2 separate regions of the Mus musculus genome follow, and region 1 is linked to region 2. The links are chromatin contacts, called in public HiChIP or PLAC-seq maps. All regions are on one chromosome and are shown on one strand. Each heading gives the region's core, a stretch centred on a gene start, on an enhancer-like site or on the middle of the called end of the contact. The rest is flanking DNA. Distances are from core to core; before and after follow the strand shown. Region 1 holds the start of Tex2 (testis expressed gene 2). Region 2 overlaps Ern1 (endoplasmic reticulum (ER) to nucleus signalling 1).

Region 1 (5,912 bases), core at 1,313-3,812, 170 kb after region 2:
AAAGGAAAGGAAAGACAAGACAAGACAAGACAAGACAAGACCAAAGCCCCACCTCTTCAGCTCCAGTCAGCTTCTGCTCTGGGAGAGAATCAAAGAATCCAAAACCCCTGTGACCTCAACAAGCCCTAAGTGGGACTCTTAGAAGATACTAAGGGTCAAACCGGAGACAGAATTCCTTGAAGGAAAAAAGGAAAAGGATGGAAAGAAAACCTTGAGGGCAGCATTCTGCAATGATCTTCCTAATTTGTGAATTAATGAACTCGTAAGAAAAAGGGAAAGACAAGACGCCTAACATCAAGACACTGGCCAACAAACATAAAGATGAATATAATTTTGTATTGAACCTGACACAGAAACTGGCCTTTGAAGATTCAGTTTGCTATCAAAGTAATCTGAGGCAGAAAGATTTCTCCCTCTCTGTTTTTATTGAGTAACATTCTGTATATTTCTCTCTTCCTACTTCAAGGGCCTCAGAAAACAAGAGCTTTTGACTTTGATGGAACTCCTTCCTCCTCCTCCACCCCTACCACAGCCACAAAGCCTAGCAGATTCTAGCACATCACAGACTCTCAATAAAAAGTTATCAAATAAATATTTTTGACTCTGGGCAATGTCTTTGTTCATAAAATCCTACAGTTAGTCTTAGTGTCATCAGGCTGAGGAGATGGCTCAATTGGTAGCGGGCTTGCCTACCACACATGAAGCCCTGGCTTTGATTCCAACACCACACAAACCTGGTGTGGAGACGCAGGACAGAAACCCTAGCGCTCAGGAACTGGCAGCAAAAGGATCAGACATTCAATGTCTATCTCAGCTAGGAACAAGGCCAACCTGGGATATGAGAGACCTTTTCTCAAAATACATACATACATACATACATACATACATACATAATACACACATACTACATACACACACATAGGAGGTTGGGGGCAGCCTAACCTTTGCTGCCTTTCCTAGAAGCAGTCTAAGAACATAACCTCTAATCACATACAGTGGTCTAGCATCGGCTAGTGGTCTAGCATCGGCTACAGCTCTCACTTCTCGCCACTCAGCCCAAACTGTCCTTCCTCGCCTATCCTTTACTACCTGTCAGTGAACTTCATCACCTCCACGTTCTAATCTGAATCTCCTTGCTCATCTCCTTTCCTGAAGACACACGTACAAGGATGTGCAGTCCCCCAGAGCCCTCCTCTATCCCTCTCCAAGCCTTCATGTCCCCTCCCTGGGAGCCCAAGGAGCAAAGATCAGCCACACTCTGGCTTCATTCTCGTAGCCTGAAGACATTTATCTGTTTGGAAGACTCTGAAAAGATACTGAAACCATTTAAGGGTTGGGAAAAGCTAACAGAAACGTTTCTCACCGGCCAATAAATCCAGACCCTTCAAACTCCCTTCCCCAAGCGCCAGAGATCACTTGTCCCTCAGTTTCCCTTGTTATTTTCCACATACAATTCACTTTCTCTTTGGATTTAATCTAGCTCCTGAAAAGACAATTCCTCTCAATTGAGCAATGGTGTCAAGACATTTGGACCTCACACCGGAACAGGACACAACCTGTGTCTTCAGGTTGTCACACTTTTCCTTTAACTCTAAAAAAATATGTCCTCCTCATCTATGAAATCTAATGACAAAGTAAGTACTCCTTAGCTCTAAGGGGAAAAAAAAGAGCGAGGGTGTTTAACAGACTTTGCCCTTAAATTTGATGCCGTGTAACCATAACAACTGATGGTTTAGGTAACCATCAACCCACTGAGGGGCTAAGTTTTCCAAAAATCGTTTTTCAGTGGGGGAAAAACTCCCTTGCACCAACTCCCGCGCGTAGAGTCGGCACTCCGGAGTGGCATGTGGTGCAATGGAGCCGGCAGCTCCTGTCCCTGCATCGGTCCCCCGGTCTCCACCACCGTCATCTCCATGCTCCCAGCGGGGCAGCTAGCGTTAGGCCTCAGCCCAATGTCACTTGTTAACCTTCCGATCTCCCCGGTTTTTGGTACGCCGCCACCTCCCTTTGAAAGCACACAAGCCACCCCTCGGTCCCCGGTGTCCGCCAGGAGTTGGGAGAAAAACAAGCGAGGCGCCGACAGCCACTGACAGATTCGCGCAAAAGTAACCGCGCTCCTCCATTCCCAAGCTTCTCCCACGGTGGCCCAGGGGGCGGAGGACGGCAAGGGCCCCACGCACAGAGGTGACAAGTGTTTTCCTTCAACGAGCGTGTGAATGCTGCTTTCCCGGACCCACACCGAGCCGCGGACGCTAGGCTGGGACCTGACGGCTTGCACCTCCCGCCCCGGGGCGACTCCGCCCTGCCCGGCCCCCAAGCAGGGAAGGTCTCTCCCGGGGCCACCCATGCCGGCGTCCCGAGCCCTGGTAGTGTGGAAGGGACCGAGCCCCGCTGCGCCAACGGCTGCGGGAGCTGCCGGTGTCCCGTAGCCGGGCCACCCAGTCAGGGCCTGCTCCGCCCGTCGCCCCACCTGGCCCGGAGCGCGCTCACCCCGGATCCGCTGGCTGCCTCATCCTACTACACCGGCGCCCGTACTTGGCGGCCGCCGCGGCTCCTGCTCCAGCTCCAGCTCCGGCTCTGGCTGGGGCCGCCGTGCTGCTGCCCGCCCGCCCCCGGGCACCGGCCGTCCCGCCCCGCCGGCGGACCCGCCCCGCGGCCGCGGCCCCCACCGCCCAACCACAGGGCGGAGGGGGCGGGGCCAGCCGCGCACCAGACATGACCAATCCAGCCAGTGCCGCGCGCCCGCGACGGGCCTGGAGGATCGGCCAGCGATCGGTCAGGGCTGTTAAAGGGGCTGCGGCGCTGCGGACTGGAAAGAAGGGGAGGCCGCGAAAAACTGCGGGTTACCTGGCAGAATCCCAGTGGGAGGAGCGAGCGTTGCACTCTCCCAATTGAAACTGAGGCGCTTTCCCCAGCTCTTTGCATTTCTTAATTTCCTCTTCCTGCAATTTAGCAACAAGTGCCTCCAAGCCGTGAGGGAAACTGTCTGGCTAGGCAGATTCTTAGGAACAGAGGTCTTAGGAGGACGTCGGACTTTATCAATCCCTGCTAGTTCCAGAAACTGGATGTCTGAGCTCCTCCTCCACACCTGACCGTAACAACCAATCGCAAACTGATTAGTAGAATTAGCGCCTAGAATTCGTGTGACGTAAATATATCATATATTATGATCTTGGGTTTTTTTTTAATACAGGGTCTCCTGTAGACTAGGCTGTTTTCAGAATTGATATGTAGCTGAAGATAGCCTTGAACTCTTAGCCTCCTGCCTCTGCCTCTACCGCTATGACTATAGGCATACACCACTACACCTGGATAACATAAGTTTACCTTAGAGGGATCGTGTCTAGGGCCCAGATAAAGGAAGGTGACTTTTAAAAATGAGTTCTCGCTTAAAATGTGCTTGGAATGGTGGAGGCTATTTTTACACCCATCAGTTCCTTACAGGGTAAAGGGAGGGGTGGAGGGGGCAGAGGGTAGGCAGGTCCCGCAGGTCCCTCATAGCACAGGGGCAGGTTGTGAGAGTGTCTTTGCTTATCAACTTTGCCTTCTAAATGAGTGGGTCCCAAACTTCAGCATCAGCCCATCCCAGAGGACTCTAGCATGTCTCAACTTTGCAATGACTGGGTCTGGGCCGTTTATTTTTCAACATTCTTTCCCCAGGAGATTCCAGTAGGGGGCGCTCTGGGGGGGCATGCTTTTTTTTTTTTTTTTTGGTTTTTCAAGACAGGGTTTCTCTGTGTAGCCCTGGCTGTCCTGGAACGCACTCTGTAGACCAGGCTGGCCTCAAACTCAGAAATCCGCCTGCCTCTGCCTCCCAAGTGCTGGGATTAAAGGCGTGCGCCACCACGCCCGGCTAGGGGCCATACTCTTTCGAGTCTCTCATTGCTGTGAAATTAAAACTCAACCGGCGGAAAATAAAGCTAGATTCCTCTGTACAATCAAAATCCATGATATGTTTGGGAGACTTGCTAGTCAGTAAACCTAGAGACCAAAAAGGAGCTCAGACTGGCCCCCTGCATGTGACACAGCACGAACTGAATGTTGACGGGCTCTAGACGCAACAGATGACAGCTGGAACTCCTCCAAGAGGAAAGGCAAGGCTGTGACCTAGCACATAAGGAAGTCAGTCTTGTTCTCTGACCAGTGAGATAATGCATAAGCATTTAATGGCAAACACACCCTCCCATGGCCCGCACTAGGACCAGTCAACCCCAGAAGGACACCCTGCCCCTCTGAGACCACATTCCAATGTCATCATCCAGTCCTACTGCCTACCCTCCTGGCTGAATTCAACTTCTAGTCCTAGTGTCCCAGACACCTGTGTGACCCAGAAGTCTTTGCCCTGGATTTGGAGGCCAGCCCTTGTATTAGTCAAGTTTCACTGGGAGAATAGAATGGATGTCAGAGATACAGAAAACAATGGGGATTTATCAGATTGGCTTACACAATACAGTCAGAGAAGCTCAGGCCATGAGGTTGGATGAATCAGTAGGCCCTGTCTTTCATCAAAGGGCTGAGGGATTCTCGGTGAGAAACTGGTCTTCAGTCCGTGTTGAAAATTCAAAGACATTGGGTCCTGATGTCGGTGAAGGATCCCAGCAGCAGAAAGAGCATTCACCATCAAGAGGCCAAGACAGGCAGGCAAACCGCATAAACTATTCCCTCAGACCCCCTCCGATCTCAGCCTCTGCAGAAGGTTCCCCACAATCTAATCAAGAAGATCCCTCAGGGACTGGAGAGATGGCTCAGCGGTTAAGAGCGCTGACTGCTCTTCCAAAGGTCCTGAGTTCAAAACCCAGCAACCACATGGTGGCTCACAACCATCTGTAACAAGATCTGATGCCCTCTTCTAGGGTGTCTGAAGACAGCTACAGTGTACTTGCATATAATAATAAATAAATCTTTAAGAAGAAGAAGAAGAAGAAGAAGAAGAAGAAGAAGAAGAAGAAGAAGTTCCCTCATAGGTGTGCACAGAAGCACTCCTGGTTGGTTCTAGAAGGAACCAATCAACTGCTGAATGTAATGCTCTCTCTTGGAACTTGGAATCTCAGCACCAGGGAAGCTGAGGCAGAAGCTTACCCAAGAGTTTGAGGCCAGCTGGGTTGTATATCCAAACCCAGAAGAGAGTAGCAGGGAGACGAGAGGAGAGGGAGAAAAAAGGGGGTGGGAGAAAATCGTTGTCTCGAGAAATGAGGAATCTAATCAGAAGTACCTGTGTGGCGGGGCCAAGGTCCCACCATCTTGTGTGTCCTGCAGGCATCTAAGGTCTGGCGCAGAGCTGACAGCCCACCCCCCCAAGCCCACTTACATTCCCTTTTATGAATAAGTCTCTTAGAAAATTACCAAACTCCACCACAGGGACTTGAGGTCAAGGCGCCCTGGCTAACTGACACTTTTGCTTCTGTTAAGCTGTTAGCTTGCTCCACTTCCTCCTGCAGCTGCCAACGGGGATATGCATTTGGATTTTGGGTTTTTGTTTTGTTTTGTTTTTCCATTAAAAGCTCCCTGCCAAAGGCAGTCAGGGCTGCTCTGTGAGATCTGTTCTCTCCAGGCAGTTGCTGGTTGGCTTTACATTCTTAAATTCCAACTCTGATTTTGTCAAGTGGTCCTTGGGGTCTTTGCTCCACGACACCCAGAACTGCATGGCAAGCATGGGTTTCAGTGGTGACACGGCTTGAAGCTCTTCTTGGCCACTTGTCCCAAGCCATCATCTTAGAAGAAAAACAAGAAACAGTGACCGTCACCCTCCTTGCCTTCCACAAATATTAGACTGATCAGCTAACCATCAACATAACATCAAACCAAGAACAATAAGGTCTGGTGTGAATGCTGGGAAGAGCCCTTTTTTCATAGATAGATAGATAGATAGATAGATAGATAGATAGATAGATAGATAGATTATGTATATAAGT
Region 2 (5,901 bases), core at 2,323-4,822:
CCAGAACCCACATGGTTGACTCACAACTGTCTGTTAACTCCAATCCCAGGAGATCTGATGCCTTCTCTGGCCTCCATAGGCACCAAGTAACACATGTGATACATAAATATGCATCGAGGCAAAACAACCATACACATAAAACAAGCAAATAAACAAATAAATAAATTTTAAAAATGAATACATAAATAAGTTTTAAAAAGAGAGGCGTGGTGGTGCACGCCTTTAATCCCAGCACTCGGGAGGCAGAGGCAGGCGGATTTCTGAGTTCGAGGCCAGCCTGGTCTACAAAGTGAGCTCCAGGACCGCCAGGGCTATACAGAGAAACCCTATCTCAAAAAAACAAAAAACAAAAAACAAAAAACAAAAAAAAAAAAGAGAGAGAGAGAGAGAACCGGGAGCCGGGCATGGTGACACACGCCTTTAATCCCAGCACTCAGGAGGCAGAGGCAGGCGGATTTCTGAGTTCGAGGCCAGCCTGGTCTACTAAGTGAGTTCCAGGACAGCCAAGGCTACATACACAGAGAAACCCTGTCTCAAAAAACCAAAAAAAATAAAAAAATAAAAAAATAAAAAACCCTAAAAAGAGAACTGGACTTTAGAAGTTCAGTTCAAAACTCAATTTAAGTTCTATCTCAAGTCACTGGGCATTGTGGCACATACCTTTAATCACAGTGCTAGGAAGGCAGAGGCAGGTAGATCTCTGTGAGTTTGAGGCCAGTCTGGTCTACATAGTGAGCTCCAGGATAGCCAGGTCTCAAGAAAAACAAAAAACAAGACAAGAAGTCCCATTTCAATCAAACCTTTTTTTTGGGGGGGGGGGGGTGTCGAGACAGGGTGCTGGGATTAAAGGCGTGCGCTACCATGCCCGGCTCGCAAACCTTTTTAACATGACTGTCCTCTTCTTTACCAAGGAACAGAGGCTTCTATCATACTACATGGAGAATTTTTATGTGTCAAAAATTCTTGTTACAGTTTAAACTTGTGCATATATTTGTACCCAGCAACTAAATAAGACGGTAAGTCAGAAGGAAATACTGAGGAGAAAAGGAAACTCACTCTTCCACGTGTGTTGGGACCTGCAGGACTGGATCTGTGCAAAAGAACAAGAAGCATCATCAGAAGGGCTCGGAAATGTCAGGGCCCTGGAGGTTTTCCAGGACCAACTTACAAGATGTACCAACAACTAAAGCTGACCTCCACTGTGTAAGTCATGTGAGGACATTTCAGGAAACACACAGAGGCACAAAGGTACGTGCTTACAATTCTTACTAAGTGTACATAGTACAGTCTAAGGTACATAGTGGGCCGGAGAGATGGTTGGGTGGCTCTAAGCATTTGTTGCTACTGCAGAGGACCCAGGTTAGATTCCCAGAACCCACATGGCACCTCACAGCCATCTATAACTCCAATTCAAGGTGAACTGATGCCCTCTTCTAACTTCTGAGGGCACCAAGCATACATGGTGTGTGTACACACACACACACACACACACACACACACACACACACACACACACAGGTAAAACATTCATGCACAAAATAAATCTAATAAAAATTTTTAAATATTTACTTTTATTTTATACATGAATGTTTTGCCCACATGTATGTCTCTGTGCCATGTACATAAAAAGTGTCTGCAGAGGCCAGAAGAGGGCATTGGAAGCCTGGCAGTGGAGTTACAGACGGTTGTGAAATGCCATATGCATGTTGGGTATTAATGCCAGGTCCTCTACAAGAGCAGCTAGTGTTCTTAACCCATCTGGAGCCATCTCTCCAGTCCCCACCACAGGAATTTCTAAACACTGAATCATTAGTTTTTTTGTTGGGATACCTTCCATTAGGAAACACCACACTTCATAACTGATGCTAACTGGATAATAAATGCTCTTGCGGAGCTTATGGCAATCCTACTGGCTTCAGGTAATGATTTTCTTTGATCCACTAATTGTATTTCTATAAAATCTAGCTTAAAATAGTATAAAATACAAGAAAAGCTATTTGCACAAAGATGTTCACAATAGCATTATAAATTCTTTGATATGGTTAAATTATCTGTTTGGTGGAAAATTAAGGCCTCTTAAGAAGTCTAATAAAATGTTTCTTTTTGTTGGTTTTTTTATTTTGTTTTGAGACAAGGTCTGACTAGCTCTGGCTGGCCTTGAACTTACAGAAATGGCTGCCTCTACCTCCTGAGTGCTGGGATTCAAGTTCTACACTACCAGGCCCAGTGCTAATAAGCCTAAGTTTTAAGCATATACAATTTTTTTTGCTTCTGCAGTCATGTAGTCAGGTAAAAGGCACATCTACATAGGTTATAATGTAACAATACAGAAAACCTTCAGCACAACAGAAAAACACTACATGGAAAGATCCAAAGTCTAATGATCTTCTTTTTAAAAGTATGACCAAATTTCACTTTTTTTATTTTTCTCAAATTTTCTACAAGATTGGATTTTACTTTTTCAATTAGAAAGAAATGGAGGTTTGGTTTTTTGTTTGTTTGTTTGTTTGTTTTGTTTTGTTTTTTGTTTTTTCCCTTCTCTGTTTACAGCAGTAAACTCTGGCCAAATTCTTCTCCTGGGCATAACGGAAGACCAGGCTGCTGATTGGCTGGGATGGACAGTGTGGAGAGGGCCTGAGTAGCAGGAGCAGGCTGCCACATCTGAAGACCTCAGGGAAGAGGCTGCACAGTGAGGCAGCACTGCCAACAAATGCCCACAGCTATAGAGCAGAAGAGAGGAAAACGTTTTAGCAAGATTTTGTATGCAGAGTTCTAGACTCAGGAGGCTCATGGTGACAGACTGCTGTCTGATCTTCTTGTCACTTGGGACTCGCCTGTGAAGTAGTCTTTCAAGCCTTATCATATACTGCCTGTGCTTACAACAGAGACACACACCAGATGTGCTGTGCAGGTAGCAAACAAATTCACTAAAGCAAAGGACTCACAGGAAACAGGGTGAACTTTCAGTCAGTAAGCACATGTTTATCTTTCCCATTAATCACCTCTCAGTACACTCTCACAAACAGACTGATGCAAGAGACAGGAAATAAAGGCATACGACACTCACTCAACTGAAATAAAGCAGGCAAGGTGCAATTAGGGCCCAGCATCTCCAACTCAGCCTCAAAGCCAGGCAAGCCACACAAGCCAGCAAAAGCAAGAATGTCAGACTCCAAAGAAAGCACAACACTGTAAAAAGCCATCTTTTTTGCTCACTTCAGCCACTTAATGGTGCCACAGGTAAAACAGAGGGCAGAGGTACTGCTAAAACCTAGCAAATATAAAAATAAGACATGGATGTTAAAGTGTTTGAATTCCTGCTCATAATTTGATCTTTGCTGTACAATGTCTGCTCAGTCTCATGGACTTCAGAGGCAGATTTTCCTAGCTTTTTATGGCTTATCTACTGGCTCTTTGATTTTATTTATTTATTTATTTTTTGAGGCCTGCACCATAAGATACAGAATATCAGTGGAAAACACAAGGTTCCCTCTGCCAACAACATCAGTGTCCCTCTACCAACAACATCAGTGATAAAGGAATATTCTTGCTTTCTAAGGAAAAGATAAACTTTAGGGGTGTGGCCATGTGGTTTCCTTTACACTTGCTATATACTCAGAATAACAGGGTACCTGGACACGTTTCTGCTAAGGTATAGACCAGATTAAAAACTCATTTATTAAGACACCTCTGACAGAAGCAAGCGATATGCGACTCAGCTTCTGAGGGGTAACAGCAGCCTGTTCTACAGATCCTTCTCTTCTTAAAGAACAATCTGATAGCCAGGCATGGTAATATATGCATGGAGTTCTAGCACTTGGAAGCATGAGGCAGGAGATTTCAAAGTTCAAGGCCAGCCTGGGCTAGTGAGACCTTATCTGGTGCAAGGAGAATCCAAGATTTGCTCGAAAATAATACAGAAAAGAGTTGTGTATGGGGCAGATTAGCACAAAGTGGCAGAGTGCTAGTAACTTGTTAGAAACAGAATCAGGGACACACAGTCTTTTCACTATTTTTTGTATATATGCTTGGAATTTCCTACATTAATAAAGGTTAAAGATGAACACTTTTGTGACCCTCAACAAAAACAAAAATAAACATGACTTGAAACCGTGATGTGATGAAAGATCAACATGGAAAGTGGTTTTTGATTTACTAATGACAACTATACATCAGGCATGATACTTGCTTACAAGTGTCAGCTGGTGAAAAGAAACCCTGGGCAACTCCAGGGCTGTAAGCAAACACTCCTGCAACACAGGCCAGGTAAGGAAGGGTAAATACCAACCTCACTGAGCTGTTTTACTTACAGAAATAATAATAATGATTTTTTAAAAGGAGGGTTAAGTGGGTATAACTCAAGGAAAAGATGAGGTAACGCTTTGGGAAAATAGCACTGAAAACAATGCTGGGTCTCTCCCAAGGTTACCCTGGGAAGAAACCAGCCTGCTCACTGCTGCCCTGGAAGGATCAAACTCCATCCTGGGCCAGGGCAGGTGGCACTGCTACCACACTGTGCTAATCTACTCTCCCTGGTTAACCAGAGACAGGACTGGGAGAGCAGATGCCCATACTTTCTCATCTGAGCTCATCAGGGCAGAAGTGTAAAAATGTCCCCATCTCCGACAGACAGAGTACTGTCTTGCTCCATCTGGAGGGGCATCTATAACCAGCCCTAACTACAAGGTGGGGGGTGGCCTAGGTCCCTACTTGGAGCTATTTTCTCAGAATCAACTGGACATTTGTACTAGGTGCTACCAGCACCTCAGCCTCTACCCTACAAATTATTCCCTCCATCTTTCACCGGAGACTGGCTTCTTGAGTACACTATATTTTTTTGTTTATTTTGAAAATAGGTTTTTTTCATATAATATATTCTTTTTTCAAGATTTATTTATTTATTTTATGTATATGATGAGTACACTATTGCTCTCTTCAGACACACCAGAAGAGGGCATAGATTCCATTACAGATGGTTGTGAGCCATCATGTGGTTGCTGGGAATTGAACTCAGGACCCCTGGAAGAGCAGTCAGTGCTCTTAACTGCTGAGCCATCTCTCCAGCCCCCCACCAACACCGTTTTTTTAAAGACAGGGCTTCTCTATATAGCCCTGGAACTCACTCTGTAAACCAGGCTGGCCTCAACTGCCTGCCTCTGCCTCCCGAGTGCTGGGATTAAAGGCGTGCGCCACCACGCCCGGCTCATATAATATATTCTTATCATGGTTTTCTCCTCCCTTATCTCCTCCCAGATCCTCCCCACTTTCCCATTCATCCAACTCCATCCTCAACCCCCTTTTTAGAAAACAAATTGGGGAGGAAGTATTATAGGAGCCAGATGGGTAAAGACCACCACAAGAAACCCCACAGAATCAACTAAGCTGTGCTCATAGGAGCTCACAGGGTCTGACCTAGGACCTCTGCACAGTTGTATAGCTTGGTCTTCTTGAGAGACTTGGAACAGTGGGAGCAGGGGCTGTCTGTCTGTGACTCTGTGGCTCACTTTGGGGATCCTTTCCTCCTACTAGGTTGCCTAGCCTTAATAGGAGAAGAGGTGCCTCGTCTTATTACAACTTGATGTGCCATGGGAGACCTGCCCTTTCCTGAAGAGAAAACAAGGAGGAGTAAATGTTGGGAGAAGGTGGGGACTGGGAGGAGAGGGGGAAGGGGAAACTGTGGTAGGAATGTAAAAGACAGAAGGAAAGAAAGAGGTAGGAAGGAAGGAAAAACAAACAAACAGAGCAGAACAAAGCAAACAAACAAACAAAGCCCAAGAAGCAAATACACACAGAGAGACAGACACACAAATGACATCTCCAATGCCAGGATTGAGTACGCTGCATTATTAACAAAGCCCAACTTCTTAAACCCACAGGGGGCTGCATAATTGAATGTGAGGA

What was found. HiChIP or PLAC-seq counts read pairs in DNA pulled down with a chosen protein or histone mark.
Region 1: a contact with region 2 is called in an H3K4me3 HiChIP or PLAC-seq map of the SCID.adh cell line, with 15 read pairs. The contact joins the promoter of Tex2 here to the enhancer-like site in region 2. A contact is called at or near these places in 6 of 39 promoter capture datasets (the C10 cell line, cranial neural crest, frontonasal cranial neural crest and 2 more), 1 of 15 datasets of contacts at CTCF or cohesin (large pre-B cells), 47 of 484 Hi-C or Micro-C datasets (B cells, CD4 single positive thymocytes, CD8 T cells and 36 more), 20 of 115 datasets of contacts at active chromatin or transcription factors (the 230-238 cell line, the HPC-7 cell line, the SCID.adh cell line and 12 more) and 3 of 9 other capture datasets (adipose tissue, liver and pancreatic islet).

What each region holds. Positions count from the first base shown.
Region 1 is chr11:106,610,368-106,616,279 of GRCm38.p6, forward strand. Tex2 (testis expressed gene 2) reads right to left here and starts at 2,563. Exons shown (of 12, transcript NM_198292.3): 1 at 2,491-2,563.
Region 2 is chr11:106,436,034-106,441,934 of GRCm38.p6, forward strand. It overlaps Ern1 (endoplasmic reticulum (ER) to nucleus signalling 1), which reads right to left. Exons shown (of 22, transcript NM_023913.2): 3 at 1,057-1,090. Among named protein-coding and RNA genes, the nearest start is that of Ern1, 49 kb to the right of the region's middle. Within about 2 kb of position 3,573, at least 73 of the 459 cell types and tissues checked have an H3K27ac peak or open chromatin away from gene starts, as enhancers often do. A contact at or near this core is called in CD4 single positive thymocytes, the G1E-ER4 cell line, the HPC-7 cell line and 11 more, where this site is marked.